3 separate regions of the Mus musculus genome follow, and regions 2 and 3 are each linked to region 1. Evidence: chromatin contacts called from public promoter capture Hi-C data. All regions are on one chromosome and are shown on one strand. The core of a region is the stretch at or near the end of the contact, and the rest is flanking DNA. Distances in the headings are between cores, read along the strand shown. Region 1 holds the start of Fibp (fibroblast growth factor (acidic) intracellular binding protein). Region 2 holds the start of Actn3 (actinin alpha 3). Region 3 holds the start of Vps51 (VPS51 GARP complex subunit).

The links. Promoter capture Hi-C pulls out the DNA fragments that hold promoters and counts their contacts. Capture Hi-C pulls out chosen DNA fragments and counts their contacts.
Region 2: a contact with region 1 is called in a promoter capture Hi-C map of liver. A contact is called at or near these places in 1 of 39 promoter capture datasets (liver), 1 of 130 datasets of targeted methods (pancreatic cancer cells) and 1 of 9 other capture datasets (liver).
Region 3: a promoter capture Hi-C map of liver shows a contact between it and region 1, with 4 times the contacts expected there. A contact is called at or near these places in 8 of 39 promoter capture datasets (the 3T3-L1 cell line, the SN4741 cell line, cranial neural crest and 5 more), 8 of 130 datasets of targeted methods (bone marrow-derived macrophages, embryonic stem cells, fibro-adipogenic progenitors and 3 more) and 2 of 9 other capture datasets (liver and macrophages).

The regions. Positions count from the first base shown.
Region 1 is chr19:5,459,294-5,463,748 of GRCm38.p6, reverse strand. It overlaps Fibp (fibroblast growth factor (acidic) intracellular binding protein), which reads right to left and starts at 3,142. Exons shown (of 10, transcript NM_021438.4): 1 at 2,971-3,142; 2 at 2,590-2,788; 3 at 2,233-2,359; 4 at 1,117-1,217; 5 at 445-578; 6 at 37-145. The coding sequence starts at 3,055.
Region 2 is chr19:4,875,702-4,880,329 of GRCm38.p6, reverse strand. It overlaps Actn3 (actinin alpha 3), which reads left to right and starts at 2,421. Exons shown (of 21, transcript NM_013456.2): 1 at 2,421-2,619. The coding sequence starts at 2,476. Zdhhc24 (zinc finger, DHHC domain containing 24) reads right to left here and starts at 1,662. Exons shown (of 3, transcript NM_027476.3): 1 at 1,301-1,662; 2 at 1-209. The coding sequence starts at 1,581.
Region 3 is chr19:6,075,701-6,079,852 of GRCm38.p6, reverse strand. It overlaps Vps51 (VPS51 GARP complex subunit), which reads left to right and starts at 2,666. Exons shown (of 10, transcript NM_001081041.1): 1 at 2,666-2,902; 2 at 3,361-3,490. The coding sequence starts at 2,675. It also overlaps a transcript of Tmem262 not described here.

The sequences.
Region 1 (4,455 bases), core at 1,893-4,392:
GTATTTTATCCCTGGTCTCACGGACCCCACAGTCACCTCTTATGCAGGTCCAGGAGGTCCTTGTCAGCCACGAGAACCTTGAGCTCCTTCAAGTCTTGGAGAAACTCCTTATCTAAGTCCACATCCATGTCGTCCACCTGAGAGTCTGCGAAGGCCATGAAAGACGTTGTGGGTGCATGAAAGACCATCTTGGGAGGTGAACCCTCTTCACCACTACCTCACTGGAGTCTCAGAGATGGAAAGAGGAATGTCATGCCCCAGGCCACGCAGTGGTGAACCCTTGGCCTGCAGGCAGGTGTGCGTGGAGCCAGGGGACTATCCGTAGAGGTGGTCTGGGGCTGAGGGCGCTGTGGAAGCTATCTATACGCTAGGACAAACTGACAGCAGGGAACCAGTCCCCAAGGGGGTAGGGAGTCCAGGCACCTGGGTCAGTGGGGGCCTCACCGACGGCTCCAAGGGTCCAGTTCTGGATCATAAGCTCTGCACAGAAGGCAAAGTCCCCAAAGCTCAGGTACTGCAGCTTTTTCTTTCCTGTTTCAAAGCGGTTGTTGGCAAAAAAGACGATGGCTGCGTAATCCCTGCAGACAGGGACAGTGGCTCTCTTAGGACCAGAAATCCCTTTTTCTGCTTCACACAGCAGTGTCTGATGAGTAAGCTTACACAGAACCATGCTTGAAGAAACTCTTTATTGTTTTAAATCCCTCTTAGCAGGTAGCTCCCACCTGCAGTCTTGGTTCAACATTTTAGCTCTGGTGTGTTTCTGCTCTAACTCACCAAGGGACCAACCACGGACCATTTCCTTACCAACCTCCCACCTCTACGAGGAGTTCCTAAGGAGTACAGCGGAAGGCCACACTGCATCACTGGGCACTTCTTCAATGCTTTACAAATGCCTTACGCTTGGCAATTTGATGCAGTTTACAGGTCACTAACAGAATAATCATTCCTCCAGAAGAGCGGAGGGGAAAGGGTTAGGAGAGGGAAGGCGTACAGGCTAAGGGCCCAGGAAACCTCGAGTAGGAAGGGAGGCGGCGGCCCTCACCTGGCTAACCGGTCAGAGAGGAGGTGGCAGCCCTCACCTGGCTAACCGGTCAGAGAGGAGGCGGCGACCCTCACCTGGCTAACCGGTCAGAGAGGAGGAAGTGCTGCTGGATGTTGTCCACCAGGGAGCCCCGCATTTCTTCCACCACCTTGAAGACTCGTTTAAAGTTGTCAAACTGTCCGGCAATTACAGAACACTGGTCAGGAGACGTTCATGAGCGAGCTGCTATGGGATCTCTCCCTCCTGTCCTCCTATCTGGTGGGCAGGTACTAATTTAGCACTAACACTTCAACAAATGACTAGGTTTTTGTTGTTTGTTTCGAGACAGGGTTTCTCTGTGTAGCCCTGGCTGTCCTGGAACTCACTCTGTAGACCAGGCTGGCCTCGAACTCAGAAATCCACCTGCCTCTGCCTCCTGAGTGCTGGGATTAAAAGCATGCGCCAGCACCCCTGGCATGACTAGGTATTAATAACTACCATCATTTGACAATGTTTGCCAGCCTTTGGCATTTTTCCTTAAAAGAATGCTTACTTATTCCTGTCCTTAAGTTCAATTTAGCATCACGACCGTCAATCTCTGGCTCTTCAAGAGCCTGAATTAGAACGGATTCTCCTGAGTAACTTGGAGTGAACCAAGCAGCATACACACACGAACTCATTCTAGACACAAAGGAAAGGCACTCAAGGCCTATAAAGGTTGTAGCAAGAGCCCAGACCCATACCCATAGCCATCTGCGCCCAGTTTACACCCTGGTACTTCTCCCTTAAAGACAAGGCATGAATGCTACCAAAACGGCTCATGGATAAGGTAGGATCTAGCTCCCTTGTCGATTTCAAGGGATAGATGTGGCCAAGAACAGCATCTTCTAGGCAGGAGTACCATGAACAAAAACAAACTTGGGGCTCAAGAAATGTTAAGTCCAGAGAGGTCTATAGTGACCCAACCTGAGTCTGAAGGTCGAGGACAGTGGGAGCCAATGAAAATCTATAAGCAAAGGAAAGCCACGGTCAGACTGAGCCTAAGCCTGGTCCGCCTGGCCAGAGGGGAGGTGGAGGGAGGAGAGGGTTTATATGAAGAAGGAACTGGTTCCACAATCATGGGCTAGACCACGGGCTAGAGGTGGGGCTAGAGTAGTAAGAAGGATCCAGAGGTGGGCTAGACAGGTAGTGGTGTTATGTGTAGAACCCACCTGCCTCCGGCAGCTCTTGAGAGTAATTCCTGTTTTGGTGCTGATGTCATCCAGGTCTTTCTTGGTACCCTTGGACAGCTTCTTGCCCAAGACCTCCCGAACAAAGGCCTCATCAAAGGTGTAGTACCTTGTGGAGGCACAGGTCATTATTGGTGATCCATTAGGGAAGGAGAAGGGAGTTTGGAATTGGTTTCTCTTGTTCTCAATTTTCTAATTTCCTGAGTTCACCCCATCTACCCCTGTGTATATCCCAATACCCTCCCCCCAGACTCAGCTTCAGTCTACAAAATGGGTATAAGTCAGATTGACTGACATCCCTGCCAGTACCCACCCCCGTCCCCCACCCCTGGTGAGCACCTCTCGATGAGGAGTGTCTGTCGGGAGGGAGGAATCTGGAAGATGAGCTGGTGCAGCAGCTTCGGCGGCGCGTGCAGCAGACGCTCAAGCATGTGAAAGGTGCGGTAGTGGTCCATGGTGTCGCTCTGCAGCACTCCTGTGGTGGCTCCCGTCTGCTCCAAGATTCCGGAGCGTACTCGCAGAGCCACTGCATCGTTCACTGAGGAGTGGGCGCTACCATAAGACCCTAGAGGCCCTCCAGGGGTTCCACCTCCACCTCCAATCCTTACACTTCCCCGACTTCCCGCAGTCTGTCCACTTCCCTAAACCAAGCCTAAATCCTAGCCACGCCCCCTCTTCCCGATCCCCAACAACAGCTTCCCGGGAGGGCGGCTCACAGACCTGAGTAACCATCCAGCCAGAGGCGATACACGTCTTCATCTATAAGGGTCGTGTTCCCCACGAAAATGTCTAGTTCGCTGGTCATGACGATGCCCGGGCCGGGTTCGCCCGAAGCTGGAGCTTGTACGGGCCCCGGCCGGGCGAGTAGCCGCAGAGCGACTTCCGGGAGTTCGGAGATTTTGCTCCGGGCACCCGGAGCTGATGAAGGACCACTTCCGGGACGGAGCTAGTGAGACACCGCTCAGCTCTGTGAACGGTTTTTCGGAAGATGTCGGGATAGTCTTCTCTCAGTCTACCCTGTCTTGCAGATTCTCCCGTTAACCCCTTCTGTCACTCCCATCTTCTCAGTTTTCTCAGAGCCTCCCAGTTTTGACCTGTATCCTAAATTAGAATGTTTCCAAGGTTCTATCGTAGCGATTGCTAGGTGTATGTGGCCCTTACTTCCATTGTCCATAAGACAGACAGATGACCATTTTTCTTGTTCCCGGAGTGTATTTATTTTTATTGTTTTGAATAATGTGTATGTGGGGAGAGGGTGTGTACGTGTGAGTGCAAATGTTCTTTGAGACCTGAGGTATCAGGTCCCCTGGAGTTAAATTTACAGGCAAATATGAGTTAGTTGCACATATGGTTGTGGTTCCTTGCTTGTAACCACTTAGCTTTCTCTCCAGCCCCAGTTTTTCACCACATACTACACCCACACACAAGCTAGTGACTTCACTTAAAGTCTTTCAGAGCTCTGCCTGGAAGTAGGTATCTGCAGGGGCACCCATCTAGTAAGGCTGTCTTCTTTGTCTTTTCATGAGGCAGTAAAAGATTTACACAGGAGCCACCAAGCCTGAGTTCGTTCTCCTGCACCCATACTGTGTAAGGAAAGAACCAGCTCCAGGTTTTGTTTTGTTTGTTTGTTAAGACAAGGTCTTACTTTGTAGTCCAGGCTAGTCTAAATTGGCAGCAGTCTTTGATCTTCAACCTCCCAAGCATTGAGATTACAGGATAGGAACCACCAGTATACCTAGTCCTTATCACCTGATCTCTACATATGTATGCACTGTTGTATAATACATAAATATAGCTTACTGGCTATAATTACTAATAAAATTAACCCTGTATAACCTTTAATCCCAGCACTTGGAAGGCAGGCAGATATCTGAATTGGAGGTTAGCCTGGTCTACAGAGTGAGTTTCAGGACAGCCAGGGCTACACAGAGAAATCCTGTCTCGAAAAATGGGGGAAAATGAGTTCTACAAAAGCCAGTTCATCTCAGTGCACTTGCGGGTTGCTACCTAGAGACAGGGGGAGGAGGTCCTGGAGGAGGTCCTGGTTTATAAGACCAGGTCTCCCACTCCACTTCTGGTCCCTAGGCGGAGCACATTTTAGGGTTTCTAGACAGATCCCTCTCAGCTCCAGTCTGTTTCCCTGTACTCTTATCTCCGTGGCAGCCTCAGCACCCATCTCGTTCTAGAAACCTGGGCTATCTCCCA
Region 2 (4,628 bases), core at 1,172-3,671, 580 kb after region 1:
AGGCTGACAGGGCGGGGCCTAGCAGCACTGAGATGTGGAGCAGGACACCAGCAGAGTGAAGCAGGAGACACAGGAAGGGCCGGTAATTATGGAAGCCCACACAGCAGCCCAATAGGCGACAGTGATGGTCACGACGTAGGATGCACACACGGCAGGCAGAGCAGTGACCACTACGAGGTGGCACCTGGCTTTGGCACTGGTAACAGTAACTGCAGGGGGTGGGAGCAAGGACACAGGTCAGTGCCTCAGTAGCTCTCAGTGTCCCAGACCATGCCCAACCGCAGCCTCAGAGACCATCTTGGGAAAGCAGGAACAGTCCCTGTCTTCACCAGGCATCTCCAGCTAGTGGTTACTGCCTGTGACACACCTTCTGAAAAGCAAAGTTTGCAAAGGCCTGGCAGTACTTCCACCACTAACATCTTTCTCCCTCTCCACTCCAGTCGCTGACCTTGTGGTTCTGGAATATTCTGGGCATACTGTGGCTTCTGCCTTTTCTTGGTCTGCTTCCCTCTCCCAGAAACCAGTTCAAAATTTCCCAAGTGGCTGACTCCACCGCAAATGCCTGAGTGATGTCCACCTATTTATTTTTAGTTTTTAGTTGCAAGTGGACAAGTTAGTCTTAATATATTTGTGGATGCTATGGCTTTTTAGTAAAATGTAAATTAATTAATCAAGCTAATTAACCTAAAGCTAATCACCTAAAAGTCTTGTACTGAAAATTGACCATCTATTTAAAATTGAAACTTTATGCTGGAGAGATGGCTCAGTGGTTAAAGGCATTTGCTTCGCAGACTTGATGGCCTGTTCACTCTTCTGAACCCACGTGGTAGGAGAGAACAAACTCCCGAAAATTGTCCTCCGACCTCCACCTGTGTACCCCGGCATGCGCGCCTGGGACCGGACACACATCACACATACAGACACAAATAATAAAGATAACTTCTCGCCTCTTTTACCCTGCTCTGTTTTTTGTTTCTGTATCATTCTTGAGCATCTAGTTTACGCAATTTGCTTTTTTTTTATTGGCTTATTATTATCTTTATTATCTGCACCTTCCGCCACTGAAATCAACTCCAGGAGGTCGGGCATCTGTTTTCACTTGAGTCCTAGGAACAGTGGCTGCTCAATATCTGAATGAATAAGTAGCGGGTGCCAGGCTCTAAAGGAGTTCTATGGCTCTAACAACCCGGATGCTAACGTCATCTGGTTACTGACACCTCAAGTTCTGGGTCCTTTCTTGGTACCAGCGACCACCAGACCCCCTGCTTCTGCCCGCCGACTCCCGGAGCCCAACACTCACGCCCAGCCCTGTCCCAGGCCGCGGCCAGCCAGCATCACCCCCCGAATGCTGGGATCCGAGCGGAGGAAGAGCACCACGTTGCCCAGCAGATTGAGCAGCTGATAAGCAGCTAGCGCCAGTTGCAAGGCCCGGGCCAGTGGTCCCAGCGGGGGTGGCCCAGGCCCCAGCACCATCACGTAGGCCAGCTCCAGGACCACGACGGCGGCCCACAGCGCGGTGAGTACCAGTGGCATCCGCGCGGGCGCTCCTTCTGCGCCCCGAGCTGCCCAGGACTCCCCCATGGTCGGACCCACCGGCTTTCCGATCGCTGGGATCCCACTGCTTCCGCATTGGGGAGGGCCTAGCAGCGAACTGACGTCTCCTGCAACCAATAGGAGCTCCGCAGGGGGTGCGTTGCGCGCGCCAGACTTATAGGGAGGGGCCACAGATACGGAGAAGTGATTGGCTAACTGACCAGATGTTCGAAAATCTGATTGGTGATGCTGCCCAGGTGTCAAAAAGAAGCAGTCCGCCCAGCGTACTGCAGTAGCCGCCCCTGGTGTGGCTTGCTGCCACTCCATGAGGATTGAGTTGCAGCCCCCGGGGCGTCGGGGTTTCCCGGCTCAGCACATTCTCCCTACACTCCTCTACAGCCGCCCCGGTATTAATAGACCTGGCTGGCCCTATCATCTGGCCCTGAGCCTTTCCCCATGCTCGGGTGTCTCCATCACCCTAGAAAACTCCCCAAACAACTTGTTGACTTGCTGTTACAGACTGTGAAATAGAAATAGGGGTCTGTTTCTCGAGCGCAATGCTTAGGAGGGACAGACTCAGGTCCAAGGGGCAGCCTTTAGGATGCCTACAGCCACCACTTGGAATCCACTTAATAGATGAGGAAACAAAGTCCATGGCTGTCCCAAGATCACACAGCAAGTTAACCACAGAGCTAAAATGCGAACCCACTATCTAGGCCAGTAGTCATCCCAGCATCCCCCGCGATTCCGCAATCTTTGACTCCAGCACAATCTCTTCTCTGGTCCAGTTCCCAACCTCCCTCGCCCCCTATCTGGCCCCACCCACGTACCCCATATTTAGTACGAACCCGATCTGGGGGCTGGACCGGGCCCTACTTAACCCGGCCTGAGTGTGCAGGAGCTCGCCCAGTGAAGCAGAGCGGAGCCAAGAGCCTGAGCAAGATGATGATGGTTATGCAGCCCGAGGGTCTGGGGGCCGGGGAGGGGCCCTTCTCTGGCGGTGGGGGCGGCGAGTACATGGAACAGGAGGAGGACTGGGACCGCGACTTGCTGTTGGACCCGGCCTGGGAGAAACAGCAGCGGAAAGTGAGTGCTCACCCATTTCCCAAAGGCAAAAACTGAGGCTGGGAGGCCAGGCAGTTCTTCTCGGGCATCTGGGCAGTTCAAGGTCAGAGCCTGGCTGTAATCTAGAGTGCAGCTCCCCAAACCAGGCTCTGCCCACCAGCTATATGCTGTCCTCAAAGATCAGAAGAGTTCTCATAGGGATTTAGGATATCAAGGACACCGTGGAGTCCCTCAGTGACTCCCCAATAACTTTAAGCCCACTGCCCCTCTTGTGTTGGTGAAAGTGGATTTTGGACAAGGTCCAAGAGACCCAACTCATTCTTGGATGGGAGGTGAGGGGTTCTCAGAAAGTTATGTTCCTTTAGTCTCCAGTTAAGTATCCCTAGACCCCATCCTGAGGAGAACATGCCAGACACACAACCAGTGGATTTGGGGTGTAGGAGAGAACAGCTGTCTCATATTCTTTCCCATCCTCTACTCTGTCTTCTGCTATGGGTGGATCCCTCTACTGGCTTGACAATGGAGGAAATTGAGGCCCAGAAAAGGGCACAGATAGGCAGGCAGCCTGTTGTGTACTGAGGAAGAAAAGAATGCCCCCATCTGAGGGTCTTTGTTCCTTGCCTCACCCCACTCTTTCCCAAGATTCCCCTCCCTGTCTAGAAGCCCTGAGTCTGCTGAAAAGGCCAGAAGGTCAGGAGGAGGGGAGCCCCGGCTCCCCTTACCAGTAACCTAACCCAGGCTCCCACATGGACACTTGTGCTGAGGCAGCGCCTTTGTGGGAGCTCAAGAGGGCCATGAGGGCAGCCATTGCCCAGGCTCAGCCTTGCAGGGCACTGCCCCCTCCTTCCCTGGATCATTTCACCCCTGGCTACCAAGAGGAGGGAGCAGGACACCTGGGTTCCCTGAAGAGAAAATGATTCCATCCGAACTGAGGAATTTTTGGGGTTCTGAAGGCCAGGCTTAGGGTGAGCACCATGAAGCCATGGAACCTGCCTTTTGCCAATTGTGCGTGCTTTTAGGAAAGTAGAGGGCATTGCAGACCTGAGAACCCCAGAATTTACAAGCAGATCGTTTCCGCTGTGTTAGATGACAGGAGCTGACTGCGGGGGGGGGGGGGGGGGGTGAGAAGCCTGAGCTGAATGGAATGAGGCCTGGGATGATCCACCCTCCCCCCCAGCCCCCTCCCCCTCCCCCTGCACCTGTCTCCAAGCATGGCTGTGGTCCCTGAGTTCCTGCAATCCCCGGGTGATGTCATCCCTGCCCCTGGCTCCAGCTGCCCTTTGCTCCTCAACAGCCCTCCCCCTCTCCCTCCCCCTCCCAGATCACAGTCTGTGTGTTCCCACCACAACAGCTGGCAGTCTCTTTCTTGCCTTTGTCATCTAAAGTATCAGAACCATCCTTTCATTCCAATTTCTAGCCACCCATGTCCATCAACGATCTCCACCACCAACCCAAGTCCACCATTAATCCATCAACAGAACGGGGCAGATGCTCTGAAAACCAGTTAGCATGCCCTGTGTGTGGGTGGACATGTGCGTTTTCTTCCCTCGGTCCGCTTTGTTTATCTCAAAGCTGTAACATCCTGTGGTACAGCAGGTACCACCCTGCCCCATCCATCCCTGCTCCTGCATTCATCTTCACTTACCAGTGACTCCAATATCTATGGTTCCCAGCTTCGGAACATTCTGTTCTCCCCTGATACCAGAGTCCACTGTGGTTGACAGTATTAAAAAAAATTGGTTCATAAACATTTCTAGGCATTTTTAAAAGGTCTCACGTAACCCAAGATGGTCTTGAATTCTGATCCCCAGCCTCCACTTTAAAAAAAAAATTATGGGATTTCCTCACTTTATTTTATGTATGTTTTGCCTGCATATATGTATGTGCCTTACTTCCATGTGTGGTGCCTGCGGAGGTCAGAATAGGGTATCAGATTCCCTGGACCTGGAGTTACGGGTGGTAATGAGACGTCAAACAGATGTGGGGAATTGAACCCGGGTCTTCTGCAAGAGCACAAGTGCTCTTAATCA
Region 3 (4,152 bases), core at 1,417-3,916, 620 kb before region 1:
CTGTGGGCAGCTCAGTATTCCCTCGGGTTATTGAACAGGGAACAGGCTCAGGAAGGTGGAAGGGCATGTCCCAGCTCCACAAACAAGGTTTAGGCAGATGATTAAGGCCTAGATGAATAGCCAAAGGCTTTTCCAAGCAAAGGAAGGCTTTGGCCACATCCTAGGCTCTAATTGAAGCACTAGACTTAACACAACATGTTACCACAAACTTCAATGAGCAGAGTCTGGAAATTAATCTAAATTTTCCTTTTCTTTAGATAGTATTCTGGGATGACTACAGAGTAATTCCCCCAATGCCAGCGCCTTCCCCCTCTCAGTTCTGGCCACCAGATTTCCTAGGAAACCAGAAACAGCAGAAACTTGTTTTCCCTCCAGTCAGGTCGCCAGCCTTGTCTAAGCTCTGTGGTGTTAGTGGTGCTTGTCGCCGGGGTTCTGTGCACGTCCTTTCTGTCTCTCTGCAGTGCTAGTTGGTATACTCCCAAGGCCCAAGTATCTTTATAGCATGAAAGATAAATAGGGTTTTCAAGATCACATTTAACTAGTACTAATTAACCTAGGGTTGGTTTTGTTTGAGATAAGGTCTCATTAGGCAGCCCTGGAACTCATTTTTGTAGACAAGGCTGGCCTCGAACTCACAGAGATTTACCTGCCTGGATCAAAGGATTGTGCCACTATGCCCAGCCTCATTTATTTTAGTGTGGGTGAAGTGAAGAGTGTGTGCATTGCCACAATGCATATATGATGGTCAGAGGACAACTTTCAGGAATCCACTCTTGACTGCTAAGCCGTCTCTCCAGCCCTTTTGTTTATTCAGCTTTTGGGAGAGTTTTTACATAGCCCAGGCTGCTTCAAACTTACAAGGATGACCGTGACCTTCTCCTGATCACTTGCCTGGCCCACAATGTTCTAGGCAGGTGCACATCAGTACACCTGGGTTTTATTTTCATTTTGATTTTTTTTCCTGTATGGATGAGTATTTTGCCTGCATGCACATGTATTCCTGCTCCCCATGGAGACCAAAAAGATACTGGATCCCCCCCCCCCCCAGGGTGTTACAGACAGTTGTGAGCTTGGGGATTGAACCTGGGTCATCAGGAAGAGCAGCAAGTGAAACCATCTCTCCAGCTCAAATTCACTTTCTTAAAGCTTCGTGGGCTGAGATCCTCAGATGTACAGTTTCTAAATAGCCCCCTGGATAAGAAGGCAAGAAAATGTTTTGGTCCAAGACAAGTGAATACATGATCCCTTTAGTCTGTGACAAGAGCAACCATGCATGTCAGGCTGAGAAGCAGGCTGTGGACATGGTAGCACAGACTTTTAGTCCCAGCACTCAGGAAGCAGAGGTGGCTGGATCTCTGAGTTTGAGGCCAGCCTGGTCTACAATAATGAGTTTCAGGTCAGCCAAAGTTAGAGTGAGATGATGCCTCAAAGAGGAAGAAAGAGAGAGAAAAGAAAGGAAGGGTTTGAGCTGGCACAGGGTGAACTGCTCTTGCACTTTGGTTTCCAGCATCATGACGGGTAGCTCACACATGAGCTGTAACTACAGCTCTGAGTTATCCCCTGGTCTCTGCACACATAAATACACATATAATACTGGGGGCCGGACAGATGGCGATTTAATACCATTCAGAACTGTTTTTAGCTAGGCAGTGGAGCTGGTGACAGTGTTATCACATGCCTTTAGTCTCAACACTTGGGAGGCAGACAGGTTCTACACTAGGACCAGTTCCAGGACAGTCAGGGCTAAGCAGAGAAACCGTCTTGAAAAAAATAAAAATAAAAAGTATACCATTTAGATTTTTTTTTAACTCCTAATTTTCAGATAAAAACAGTGTTTGGTCTGCTGAAACTCCTGGCAGCCCAGCACCCTATCAGCCCATCCTCGGTAACGTTTACAGTACATCATTAGTAAAGTCTCATTTTCTTCTATTTAACTCCACATATAATCTGACCTCATCCCCTCTTAAGAGCTTCGTCTTTTTTTTTTTTTTTTTTTTTTTTTTTTTTGAGACAGGGTTTCTCTGTGTAGCCCTGGCTGTCCTGGAACTCATGGAACTCACTCTGTAGACCAGGCTGGCTGGCCTCGAACTCAGAAATTCACCTGCCTCTGCCTCCCAAGTGCTGGGATTAAAGGTGTGCGCCACTACGCCCTGCTGAGAGCTTCGTTTTATGCCTACATCTTTAAAACTTCCGAATTATCCTCAATCCCAACTGCTCACGTATCACATTTCACTAACTTCTTAAGATTAACATCTTAAATTCTCTAAGTAGAATAAAGTTTCTCATATTGAATGACTCCTTGGAGACAGAACCTTGGGAAACACTGCGTTAAAGCCATATTGCAGGCTACTAAATGGACGTTTGAACCTTGCAGACCCCCCCTGTGACGCATATTCGATCTTCTGCAAGTCTCTTTCCTGTGCGGATGCAGGATTGGGACGCCACGATTCACCCAAGTAGCACAGCAAAATCACAGAAACTCAACGATCCAGAAGTTCAGTGAAACCTCTGTGCTCCAGAAGGACAAGCGCAAGACGGAACTTTAGTCTCACATATCCTACAGCTGCAGAGGAACGTTTCACCTGAAGGACCGCCTGGTTGTAGCAAGTTTCTGGTCCCCGGAAGTGCATCTGTTCCCTCCCCTGCCTCACCCCTTTGAGTTGAGGTTGGAGCTATGGCGGCTGCGGCAGCTGTGGGGCCTGGCCTAGGGTCCGGGCCTGGAGACTCCCCAGAAGGTCCCGAGGCGGACGCTCCGGAGCGTCGGCGGAAGGCTCACGGGATGCTGAAGCTTTACTACGGCCTCTCGGAGGGGGAGGTGGCGGGGCATCCCGCAGGGCCTGACCCTCTGGACCCAACCGATCTCAATGGGGCGCACTTCGACCCGGAAGTTTATCTTGACAAGGTGTGTGTGTGAAATGGGGCGGGTCCAGACCCCAAATATCTTGGACCCTAGATCTTACTCCCGATTTGGTTGCTGTGGTGACGGCAGCGGGGTTTATAAGAGGACAGCCCTTACTAGGCAATAGAGGCAGATCTGGAGGCCAAGGGAGCCTGGGCCTGACTTGAGGTCACACTGGGTCTGAGGTCTCGGTGCTGGCTCGTGGTAGTGGGTGTGACCATGCTCTTGACAGGCGCTAGGCAGGGCCTAGGTTGACTTTAAACTAAGCCAGAAGACCATGAACGCTGACAAATCCCAAATTGGGTCTAACCTGTGAAGTGTGCTACTTAAAGTGTGCCACTTATGGAATTCCTGATAAGGGTGGGATTGGAGTTGTCTTGCACTGAAATCCAACTAACGTAAAGCAGGGTAGCAGGACGTGAGTGAGCACTAACGCTGACTGTTCCTACCTGCTTCTCTAGCTGCGTAGAGAATGTCCTCTGGCCCAGCTGATGGACAGTGAGACGGACATGGTACGGCAGATCCGGGCTCTAGACAGCGACATGCAGACCCTGGTCTATGAGAACTACAACAAGTTCATCTCAGCTACAGGTGACCCCACTGGGACACACTCCTCAGTCTTACACCACCCCCACCAGGTCCTCACCCCGTGTTAAGAAAAACAGGGATTAAAGGAAAGAGACCCAGATTACAATTGGGTCCCAACCTTAATCCACTGCTGCTGAAGTGATGACTCCTGTGGGGGTGGGGTTTGTCCAAAGGACCAGCGCTGGGAAGGAAGAATGAAATGCAGTGAGTTTCTCTGCAGCACTTAGGAAGCACCAGCGTTTCAGTAAGCTTTAGCTTTGTTTGTTTATTTATATTGTGCACATGCATATGTGTGGGACACAACATTTGTGTGGGGGTCAGAAGACAACTTTCAGGAGTCTGTATTCTCCTTCCACCATGAGGGTGCCAGGGATTGAAGTCAGGTTATCAGGCTTGGTGACAAACACATTTGCCTGCTACTAAGCCATCTCAAAGTCAATTAAAATTTTTGTTAAAAATGTTATTAGTGGTAACTTTTGTTTCTGGTCAGTCTGCCTTCAGAGCAGATTTGCCACTCTCTCCCCCTCTGTCTGTATCCTCATTCCTTAAGATTTACTAATAGTTTTTGGGTCCAGGAGTCACCCCACAAACCACATGAACACCAATCTCAGTCACATAGGCACGGTTATTGAGTGCACACCCCAAGACTAATTGATTAGGGCAAC